Regions from separate parts of the Mus musculus genome. Here region 2 is linked to region 1. The links are chromatin contacts, called in public HiChIP or PLAC-seq maps. All regions are on one chromosome and are shown on one strand. Each heading gives the region's core, a stretch centred on a gene start, on an enhancer-like site or on the middle of the called end of the contact. The rest is flanking DNA. Distances are from core to core; before and after follow the strand shown.

Region 1 (5,400 bases), core at 942-3,441:
CACACTTGGCTCCCACCCACTGACTTCCCTGAAATGTCATGAACTCCTTGGCAATGCACTATAAGATCTTTTCTCTGATTTGATTTATTTATTTATTATTTTTTTGTTTTGTTTTTGTTGTCTTCCCCTAACCATTCCGGTATTGCTTCAAAACTGCATTCATTTGTGTCCTGTTCCCTTCTCTTCCTTTGACATTATACCTGTATTTTTAGAGACCTCAAACTCGGAGTTTTGTCCTCATCTTGAGTTCATACAATATGGATTTGGCTTCTTACTGACTCAAACATAGACTCCATGGTCATACTCTGTGTGTGTGTGTGTGTGTTTGTGTGTGTTTCCTTCACTTGAGTATGTGTGTACACATGTGTGCACACACATGCAGGGGCCAGAGGGAGATGCTGGCTGTCTTCATCTGTTGCTCTCTGCCTTACTTCCTTGAGACAAAGTCATTCACTACTTTGATATATGTTCATATCCTTCCTTTTTATCTTTTATCACCTTATTGCTAACCATTTTCGTTATAGATTACTTCCTATAGCTATTCTTATGCTCAATTCTTAAAAGTACTTTTCATATTATCTACCCAAGATGAAAGAATTTTATTGAAGGCTACTGTTTGTCAGCAAATGAGTAGATAATCTTGATTTATGAGAATCACTTTCACTTGGCTCTCCTTATATATGTGGTTACGATTTAATCTTCGCACCCTTCTCCATGGGAGGAGTTGACTTTCTTTCCTGAGAAGACAATGAACTGTGCTTCTTCTAGAGCAGTGCCTAAGCTCTAACCAGCTCTCCTTAAGCAGAGCACTATCAGAGCAGTGCAGGGATAGCTGAATCTCTGAAGTCAATGCTCAGGCGAGAGAAACTCAGGGCATCATCCCTGCGGTCCAGCGATACTGCAATTTTATGTTTGCACCCTTGCCGTATGCTACGGGGTACTGTGACCTAGTGAGCGAATACCTCTCCTTCCTAGATCTACAGGTGGTTTCCCAATGATGCTACTACCAAAAATTGCAATAAGAAAATGAATATCATCCTTGCCTCACAGAGACTGCACTCACAAGAAAGAACCCTCGCAGAACACTTTTCACTTCCAATCAGAGTTTTTGAGTAAATTACCTATTTGTAATAATAAATGGCGGGTCCACCCAAGTTGGCTATCATCTCCTTGACACCCCTGACTCTTGACTCTGGCCTCCTGCGTGAGTTTTAGTCCTGGTGGCTACTTTGCTTCTCTTTCTTTGTGTTCTGTGCGATGGGTGGGAAAGTTGTTCTGGGAGCTTTTCCTAGCAGATAGAGTTTTTAAGTTGGAAAGGTGGTGACATGTCTAATAAAATTGCCCTGTCTCTAAGAATATTCTATATTTTGGACTTATCGCTGGGTCAAATATCGTGTCTTTCCCATTATAAATTATTGAAGTTAGCTCTATATAAATAGATTTTTAAAATAAAATTTGGATTGGAGACAACTATGAGATTGTATACTCATTTAGAAGTAGCAGGCCTCTAGTTCTCCCAAGGCTTTAGGGCAGAAACTCTGATCACACTACTTGTAAAAGAAAAAAAAAAACCATATGGATATCAAAGTTGAAAGGTTTTGCTAATGAACTACATATTCACTGTGTCCCTCCACTAACCTCTTATGCTCTTCAGAGGATCACATATTTGACTATCTACCTACCTATCTATCTATCCATCCATCCTCTATCTATCTATCTATCTATCTATCTATCTATCTATCTATCTATCTATCTATCTATCATCTATGTTTATATTTGTTTGCATTTATTTTTCTTTCTAAAAATATTTCATTTTTTGTGTATGACTGTTGTATCTACATGTTTAATGTTGTCACTGTCATCATTCCCTTGTCTTCCCCATAGAAACCTTTTTAGGGCATTATAATCTGGTTAAGGCAGAAAGGGCCTTACTCAGGTTCTCCACCATCTTCTGCGTTTCAAGCAAAGGAAATCCTTTTTCCCTGCCGTTTCTTAGATTTTGCTCATTTGGCACTGATTTTAGTGTTTGGGAATGTGGAAGATACAGAGCCAACTGGAGACAGAAAGAGCCATGTCATCATTAAAAATAAACAGAGACACAAATATGTCAGAGGGCAGAGGCAGGCACTTCACTTCATTGTGCAAGTGATTTATGGGGGAAGCTAATTTTAAACAAGCCTGAGCTGTGCTGTGTGGTGCCTTTCAGCCAAACAAACAGTCAGAGCGCCCTTTCGACAGCAGCCTGGAGCTGCTGTCTCCTCTCAGAGTAATCTCATTTTCTTGGTGGTGTAAAAGGCAGTAAGTAGTAAGGGGCTGTTTACTCTCAAAGGAAACCCTGGCTAAGACACTGAAGGCAGACCCTGTTAAATGCCAGAGTCAGGAGGACTCTGGCTGGGAGACAACTGCCTGCCCTCCAAGAGGCAAACCCACAAAGCCTAGAGCACCCATTAGCAACAAATGAAGCAGCCCTTTCCTCCTGTTCAGTAAATTCGTCTGTTTGTTTTTGTTTTTCCCTCAAAATAGCACTGAGACATGAAAGACACAAACTGGCTACCCAGGAAATCAGTGTGTGTGCTGCATTCAAGCCTCCTTATTTCTGTCTCTTTGGTAACAGATCAGATGAGGGCTGAGGGTTATTCTGAGGCTGGGCCCTTGGGTGGGCAGGCAGGTAGCAAAGAATCCCCCGGTTGAGAAGTGGGAGGGCCACCGTCCCGTGCCAGAAGTGCAACTCAGGATTAGTGGACTCTGTCTTTAGATTGGAGGCCTTACGTTGTTAGTTTTCTCTGCCTCCCAGTTTCATGGTCCCTCTACACATATCTCCAAAGGCCAACACCGAATCTAAAGCCCCTATAGTTCAATATTCTTCTATGGATCCCATCATAGATGTGTGTATGTGTGTGTGTGTGAGATCACATGTTGCCTGAAATAACTTCAATGAATATATGTGTAGTATGAGCCATACAGATGTGTACCAAAGGCTACCTGAAAAGTCTAAGATTGGAGCACTGTGATTAACTAAAATGTGATATGTTTAGGGAAATATACCAGAATATTTCTGCTCTTTGAGAAGAAGGAGTAGGACATATGTCCCTTTGTTCCCCACCTAGTGGCAGCTTGGAAAGACCCATCAGGAGAGCTTCACTTCTTCCTTTGGATTCTGTGAACAGAGTGGATATGCCAAAGGGTTCCAGCAACCAGTGAGGCCCAAGCACTGACAAATGAGAACTGAAATCAACTATGCAACTGGAGTCAGCTCCTGCAGTGTTCTGCTTTGCCAAGTATTTACTCTTAGGTTCCCAAATAGTGGGAGGTCTGGAGCCCTGGCAGGAGGCTGGAAAGCCAAAGGCATTGGCTGGGAGCTTAGGGAGAGCTCAGAGCATGTTATTCACCAATTACATTGAGAGCACCTTAACACATACACAGAGAAGATGCTCTTCTAGTGTGCCCCAGCAGGCTAGCAGACCTCCACAGCAAACCAAGTAGGAATTGTGGCCAGGGAATTCTTGCATGGTTTCCAAGCCCTGGTCATACTACATGCTCCCCATGGAGACGTCAGCCATATGAGCTGGAGAAAGAGTAGTGACCTTCATCCCTTAAGGGTATTTTGCTTGCAAAGCTGCTAGGGAGGAACATAGGACAAGAGCAGAGATGATTTAAGGTAGAGTGCAAACTCAACAAAATGCAGTGATCACCAGTCCTCAGATTGCTGATTTTAATGCATAAATTTCATTCATGGGAATCGCAAAACAAGCAATTCCCATTAAGCATGGTTATCAAAATATTTCAAAAATCCTTAACATATTAAATAACCAGATCTAGAGACAATGCTAATAAGTGCAATTTTCATAAATATGAAGTCCTAATAAGCATAAGAAACTCCTGTCACAGTCACATTAGCCTATAAAGGCACATAATGATTGCACTGGTGTCAAGAGAGCTAACCTCTAATAAAGCTGTGTTTGTAATGAAAAACACGGATAGTCTTGCAAACCTGAAGTTAGAGGATGGTGAAAACAAATAAACAAACCGTTCACATTTAAAGAAGCCAAAGGTTTTCTCTCATAAGACCAGTTGGGAAATAGATCCTTTGTGCCAAGGGGCTCAGGTAGAATCCCCATAAGAATAACCCGTCAGAGGCAAAATGAATTGTAAAAATCTGTCCGAGGCCAAGGAAACCCAGTGTGCACAGGTGCCAGTCAGATACGGCATTTCCAAGCCTTTGGGCTGTCATCTTTCTCCTGTGTAAGCAAGAGACTGGGAAGTTAATACAGGACATGGCAGAGGGCGGATGGTGTTAGTAAGAAGATCAGGTTTGTGTCCCGCTTCTGTGTATTTCCAACCTGCTGCAGAGTCAGATGAGAGCAGAGGGTCAAGGCTATGATCATTGCCCTCCGAGGACACAGTCATCACCAACCAGAGACGATTACAGGCAGTTCCAGCAGGCAGAGTTAACTTTGTTTATCTCAAAGAGAAGAGATAAATGCTGTGGTCTTCCTAAAAGTTAACCCAGTGTATGGGGGAAGGGCCTGGATAGGTGCTCAGATACGGGCGAATGTGGGCTTAGGGGGGAATTAAACTGCTTTGGATTGCATCCTGTGATCTAGTATATTAGTTCCATGAAGGTGTATGTGTGTGTGTGTGTGTGGGGGGGGGGGGGGGCTATGTTTAAATGCATACAATGAAAAAAGTTATCTGCCTGAAGCAAAGTATACTATGTTGCCTGAGGGTACAGTCTACAGGCATAAACTGTGAAATATTCCTGATGAATGAGTGCTGTAATAGACATTTGTCAACCACCTGCAGGATTCACGTCCCTCGTAATTCCGAGAGCCTGTGTCTGACCAATGCATGTCAGGGAGCTTCCAAGTCAGTGCCAAGGCATCCTTCCTGTTGTCTTATCTCAGACAGAAATGATCATGAACCTGAGATGGTGCAGGATGAAGCTTTCCATAGCTGTTCATGCAGAGAGTGGCTGTTAAACATCACAGGTAACCAAGGGCCTTTGCAGTTGCTAAGGGAGGTGTTATACTTAACTCTCAGCAACAACAATAAACAGCTGGTGGGTACACCTGATGTGCAGAATGAGTGTTTCTGACAGTTCTGATGGGATTGAATGAACTGTTGGTCTGTGGTCAAGAAATCCTGGACTTAAAATACCATCTATCACTCAACAGCTGTGTGAAATTCTGTATGTTCTTTAGTGTCTCTGAAACTTGCTCCACTTTTAAATAGAACACAGATAACGGATGACTGCTTTGCACGGTTGTGAGACGTGCAAGAGATAAGGCTTAGGTGTTCCAAGGGGCCTGATCCACCACCACCACCACCCCCCTTCACTGACAAATACATGAGAGGGTTGCTCTCCAGACAACAGCTGCAGGGTTCTGTTCTGACAGAAAT
Region 2 (6,084 bases), core at 328-2,827, 330 kb before region 1:
GCCACGTCTCCAGATTCTTGGGAACATAGAGAAGAAAAAATGGGATGAGTAGAATTCTCATATCCGTGGAGCTCAGGAGATGCGACGTCAGCACCACATACTGTGATGGCAGAACTTTGCTCTCTTCTCAGGTGCCAGGCTCCGTTTATTCTCTTCATCTTCAACTGTGAACTCTTCATTAGTATTTGTTTCCATTTTCACGGGACTTAAGGACAGACACCAACACTTCCGACTTAGGACAGAAGTGTTCCTTCACGGCTTCTACCAAATGCTGTTGCAGAAACCCCATCACGATGAAAATGAGGACAACATAACATAGAAAGAATTTTCTATGTATAATAAAGGTATTGGGGAGGCACTAGTTACATGCACAAAGCTAAAAGGCTACTTGAAAATCAAAAGGTAAAATTGAGCAGATTTTTTTCAAATGATGCTAATTACTACTTCAAAGAGCTTTTTGAAATAATTTATTTACATTTTTTTTTTGATGTTTGCCTTGTGTGACTCAAATGTTGAGGAGCACAGGCTGCTGAGATTGGGATAGGTGCCCTCAAGTGTCCCCAGTTCCGTGTTCCTTCACAACATCTTGCTGCATTTCCATAATCTCTCTGACTCACAGCCGCCTGCTCCCTACCATGCGATCATTGTTTTGAACCGCACAGATTTCGACGTCAGAACCAGCCACTTCGTGTTTTTTTTTTCCACCAAACAAAATTAACTGACATGCCAAACCAAAGCAACCACAAGGAAAACTCAGCCGTGTGCTTTTGCTGAACTTGGGTGGAGGCGGCTTCCAGGACTAGGACATCAATTAAAGGGACAAGAGCATCCCATTCTCTATGTGACTGTACCTGTCATAGGGCTTTGCTAGCTGGGGACCACTCGGACTGCCTCTTCTTTCCTCATTGAGAATACTTTTAATCTTATCAGTTCTATGGTCACTCCTGGACTTCATAGTTACCGTTTCTTTTCTCAGTCTTAAAGCTAATTTGGAATTTGCTTCTTAGGACCACAAACTTTCTCAGACATCAACCTTATTTACATCTTTGTCTGTGGAATATTACGTTATTTGTGTGTGAGAGTACTTAAGTATGTTAACTCACCATATAGGCAATCACTTATCAGTTCTTTGAACCTTGGCCGCTTACTTAGCATGGTTACCTTGTCTGAAGAAGGCTGTGCCTTAGTTTTTACAGATGCCCAGCTTCTGGTTGTCTTCTTCCTCATTATTCCAGAGACCAGAAAGAAAGATTAAAGTAATTTTTACCTCCCTGTCCTCTAAGAGAACCAAGGTCTTGAAAGACATGCTTGCTCCCCTTTGTCTAGAAGAGAACTGGCTTTGATTTAGGAAACCAAGGCTGGTGGAGACTGACTCTGCTGGGAGTAACTCCCTTTGGGGCTCAGTTCTAGGTGTCAAGGAGGCTTCAGAGCTGGTCTGGCTTCTGCTGACAGCTCTAAGAGCTAACCAGCTTGGTATACAGATCCCATTTTCTCCTGCCCGTCCTCTGCTCTGTTCACTCTGCTTAATAGAATGGCTCTGCCTTCTCCTTAGTGAACTATTTTCAGTCAGTGAATTTCCAGAGCTTGGACTTCACTCTCATTTCCAAGGTTGAGCATGTGATTCCGTCTTTCTGGCCTCAGTTCAGAGGCAAGAGTGGGCATGAAGCCAGATGAAGGAGTCTCAGTTTCTCACACTGGGGAAACCCTACTCATCTTTCAAGACCATGGACTTGACTGCTCCGTAGTCTCTACTCCCACAGAGCATGTGCTACCAGTTCACACAGAACCCAACTCCAAAACAAAACAAAACAAAACAAAACCCCACCAACTCTCTCCTTTTTGTCTGTCTTCTTCTGGGCTGGGGAGTATAGGGACAAAGGTTATTTTTAGCTCACTGTCAGTAGCTCAGAGGGAAACTGCACTATGGTAGGAATTCAGGCAACATTGGCTGACTGAGGGGAGGGGTTGTAGAAGGGGGCTTCTATCTGGACAACGGGGAGGCTCTGATTGAATGCAGGGACAGGGCTCAGGGCCTGGGGTTTGGTGACATGACACTTTGAATCTGATCTCCAAAGAGCCTTATTAAGAAAACAGTAAAGCTGAGAATTGCACCAGTGTCTCCAGCAGACTCCCAAGTCCCCACTAATGACTCCTATTATAGCTTTCCATTGCTTCCTGTTTCCCCAAGAAAGTCTCACATTGTCATCCCGGCCTGTTAAACGTTCTGTGGGCCCATTATCAAAATAGCATTTTCAGCTTCATTGAACACATGTAGGAAATGTTGTCGTGTTTAAAAGGAAAAAAAAAAAGAAAAAAAGAGCTCACAACTCTGAGAATAAGCCCAGATTGTATTGGGGTAATTATCTCTTCTCCAATAGCTTTTTGGAAAAGAGGATATTTCTAATTTTTTTTTGGAAAGCTAAGCTGTACATCGAAAAGGCTAAAGTTGTCACCGATTAGATTAGTGACTCAACAATTGAAACTTGACATTCAATTAATTTCTCCTTCCCCCACCTCCTGCTCCGTGCCTCGCAGGACAACCTTTCTTCGTAGTAATAAAGACAGATTGCACACAGGTTTCTGATGGGTGTTTGGTGCAGGGTCATTTCTGACTATGTTTCTGTGGAAGTGGAAAGCAAGCCTGCAAATTTAAGTGGTGAATGGATCCCAAACATGATACTGCGGGGGTTCAGACCAGGGTCACTCCAGATAGAAGGCGTGGCTCAGAGGAATGCATGTGCTGCAAGAGAGAGGGGACCAAAGGGACTGGAGAGGCCCAGCTGTAGAAGTGCATCTTTGGTTCATCATCAGCTGCTTAATGACCATTGTCTGAAGCTCTCAGTGTGATACCTTTAACAATACCTCTGCAGTCAGAAGGGCTAGAGGCTGAAGTCCAGCTCTGCCATTAATCAGAAGCACAGTGAGTGCATCACTACTATTTTTTGCAAGCTTTGTTATCCTCACCTGCAAATTCTGGATGGAGACATTAGCCTCATTCATTGTTAGTTTTTCCTTCCTTACCTATCCCCCCCCAACCCCCTCCTATACAATCTAGAGCAGAAGACCTGGCCTGGGTGGCTCGGGATGCTCTGACACCAGTGAAGAAGTGAGGCTATGTCATATAATGACAAACAAATGGCTTTTAGGGACACAGAGGGAGCACAAACACTGGTCAGCCTTTCAAAGCCAAGGGAGGCTTTCTAGAGGTATGCTAAGCAAGTTGCCAGGAAAGAAGGGCAGGCATTTCTTAGTGATAAGTAGAGAGGGCTTATGGCCAAAGGGCCAAATGACAAAAGTGTCATTTCAAGGGCATGTGAGGAAGTTGAAGGTAGAGAAGAAGGTTGACTTCAGTCCTAGGTTGACATCCATATTATATAATAAGGGCTACTCAGACTCCCGCGGACTTTGGATTGCCTGGATACTTTATTAAGCAGTTGTAGCTTGAACTGTGAGAGAAATGTAAACAGAAGCCTCAACAGGATACCCTCTCATATCTCTTAGTGTGGTGCCACTATCATCAAAAAGGTAAGGATAAGCAAGGCTGGCAAAGACAGGGAAAAAAAGAAACATTTGTCCACTATTGGTGCCCATGTAGGTAGGTACAACATTATAGAAAAAAATATGAAAATCTCTAAAGATGTAAAAGGCAGGACTACTATATATCCAGCAAAACCTCTGCTTGGTGTGGCCCCAATGAATATTAAGTCAGCAGCACATAAAAATATCTGATCCCACATGTTTACTGTAGCATGACTCACAATACCCAAGGTATTCAAACAGCATAAATATACATCAATAGATGAATGGGTTAAGAGAATGTAGTGTAGCTATCTGTGGATAATGCATTGTTAGTCATCCTTATAAAAGAAAGAAATCCTGTCATTTACAGCATGGAGGAGCCTAGAGGACATGCTAAATAATGCAGGCCAGATATAGAAAGACACATATAACAGGACCACCCCCCCCTTATATGTAAAATCTTAAAATAACAAACAAATGCATAGAAAAGGGGTAGAAACATGTGACTGGATAACTTGGGAGTAAAAGATGGAAGTCACTAGGTATAGCCAGTAACACAGGTCTAGAGAGCAAACAGAACACAAGGTCAGCGTAGTCACTAATACCGTAGCTCACAGGGAGGAGTTCCTCAAGGAGTAGATTTTAGGAAACCATGCAAAATGATGGAGATGCTAATTTGCACGAGTGGATATTTGTTGTCCCTGTATATGTATATCCAAATACCATGCAGTAGACCCTAAACATATGAAAGCAGGTATCCTGGAACAGGACCCAGCTAGTCTGGTTTCCAGCAACTCTTGAGAACAGAAGGTAATCAGAAAAATAATGGAGACATAGGATTACAGGAGGCAGAATGAATGCAAAGTAACAGCTTAGACTATGTCTTCCCTGGGTTGGGGTTGAGTCTTAAGCCTCAGAATATTGGGTCCTCCTATCCAGAATGGACTGAAAGTGTAGAAGCTGGGGAAAGAAAAGCCAAGAAGTGGCTTTAACTTTAACCCTGATCAAAGATGCTGTTGACTGGAGCACTGGGCAAAGATGAGGGGAGAAACCACCAGCCTGATAGTGTGCTTAAGCTGTGGAGGATGGCACCTGTTTTGTGAGATAACCAGAGCTTGTGCTTGGAATCACCTTTGTCTTTGGTGTGGTCACGGATGGGAAACTGTGGACAACCCGCAATTAAAGATATGGATGGAAGAAAATGTTAGGAAACATATCAGGCAGTGGAGGTATCAGAGATAAAGTTGAGCCTGGTCTCATGGTTGGCCAAAGCTACAAGACAGAATTTATCTTTCAGACACTGTAACATGGCTGCTTCTTAGGAGTACTCAGGTCATCCAATGGCAGCCTCTCTAACCCAGATCCAGCCTCTCATTCAAGAACAGTTCATGTTAGAGAACATTTTGCTTTCTCACTGACTTTGGGAAAGTTGCCTTATATCCCCAAGCCTCGGTCTTCCCCTCTGATAAATGCCAAGGTGGACATTTCCTGGATAAATGAGAGTGGACACTATTGCATTTCCTTCAGGGTAGATATCCAGTGGGTTCCAGAGAAGCCAGGGCCCTTTTCATTTAGAGGAGGAGGCTCTTTGGTTGGTTGGAGTTAGTCATATTGTTCTTACGGGGGAACCATACTAATTAGAAGAATCCACTAGAGGTTTCTGGCAAGGAGTAGCATGAGCAGCAGAGAAGCTTAAAAGCAAAATGAGCAGTGTTCTGGGTGGATGTCTGTGTCGTTGTGTGGTTTGCGTGAAGTCACAGTGAATAATAATTGGCTCCTTCATGTTTTCCAGCCTGGATGACAACCAAGAAGGTGGGAACAACCACTCAATATCAGAGGCAGCCCACAAACTTGTGCCACAGACTCTAAAACAAGCACGAGCTCACACTGAGCCCTGACAAGTGTCCCCATCAGCTGGTAGTGATGATCACTAGCTTGCTAGAGTGTAGTAGGGAGAGGGGGAGAGGCCAGACAGAGACATGTAGTCCTGGGTCCTATATGGCCTCAGAGGTTGTATGCAGGAATGGGTCTGATTTTTGTAAGCACAGTGGGAGCTCACTGAAGAGTACAAATAAGGATATTCTATGATCAGCTCTATAAGCAGGCAGCGGAATGAAGAATGGAAAAAAATGAGATAATCCATGCCAAGGGCTTTCCTCAGACCTGGGCTATAGTAAATGCTCAGGAAACACTATCTAGTTGATGTCATGGATCTGACAGCTGCCAGGTATTAGCTCAGCCAATGGGCCTTAGGTACTTCCTTCTAACAAAGGGATGGAGGTGTGCCAAACCTGCCTTAGCCTGGCAACTTTTCATAAGCCAGCACTGGGTACTTAAAAGTGTAGCTCAGTCAGGCTTGACATAGAAGCAAACAGACCCTTCTAAGACAAAGGATCAGGCACTTTGTTCCTGAGTGGTGAAGTTGAGGTTGGGAAGGTATAGTTGGGAGGAAGTCCCAGCAGGGAGGCTGTGCCCTCTAGTGGGGTAGGGAAGAGGAGATGTTATTTATTGGTTTTGCCCCAGAGACCTCAGTTCACAGCACTTCTGCTGTCCTGGGCAACTTTA

What was found. HiChIP or PLAC-seq counts read pairs in DNA pulled down with a chosen protein or histone mark.
Region 2: a contact with region 1 is called in an H3K27ac HiChIP or PLAC-seq map of heart atrium, with 4 times the contacts expected there. The contact joins two enhancer-like sites. A contact is called at or near these places in 1 of 484 Hi-C or Micro-C datasets (uterus) and 1 of 115 datasets of contacts at active chromatin or transcription factors (heart atrium).

The regions. Positions count from the first base shown.
Region 1 is chr2:159,729,377-159,734,776 of GRCm38.p6, reverse strand. No RefSeq gene overlaps it. Among named protein-coding and RNA genes, the nearest start is that of 4933416E03Rik, 220 kb to the left of the region's middle. Within about 2 kb of position 2,191, at least 53 of the 459 cell types and tissues checked have an H3K27ac peak or open chromatin away from gene starts, as enhancers often do. A contact at or near this core is called in heart atrium and uterus, where this site is marked.
Region 2 is chr2:160,062,659-160,068,742 of GRCm38.p6, reverse strand. No RefSeq gene overlaps it. Among named protein-coding and RNA genes, the nearest start is that of 9130015L21Rik, 49 kb to the right of the region's middle. Within about 2 kb of position 1,577, at least 48 of the 459 cell types and tissues checked have an H3K27ac peak or open chromatin away from gene starts, as enhancers often do. A contact at or near this core is called in heart atrium and uterus, where this site is marked.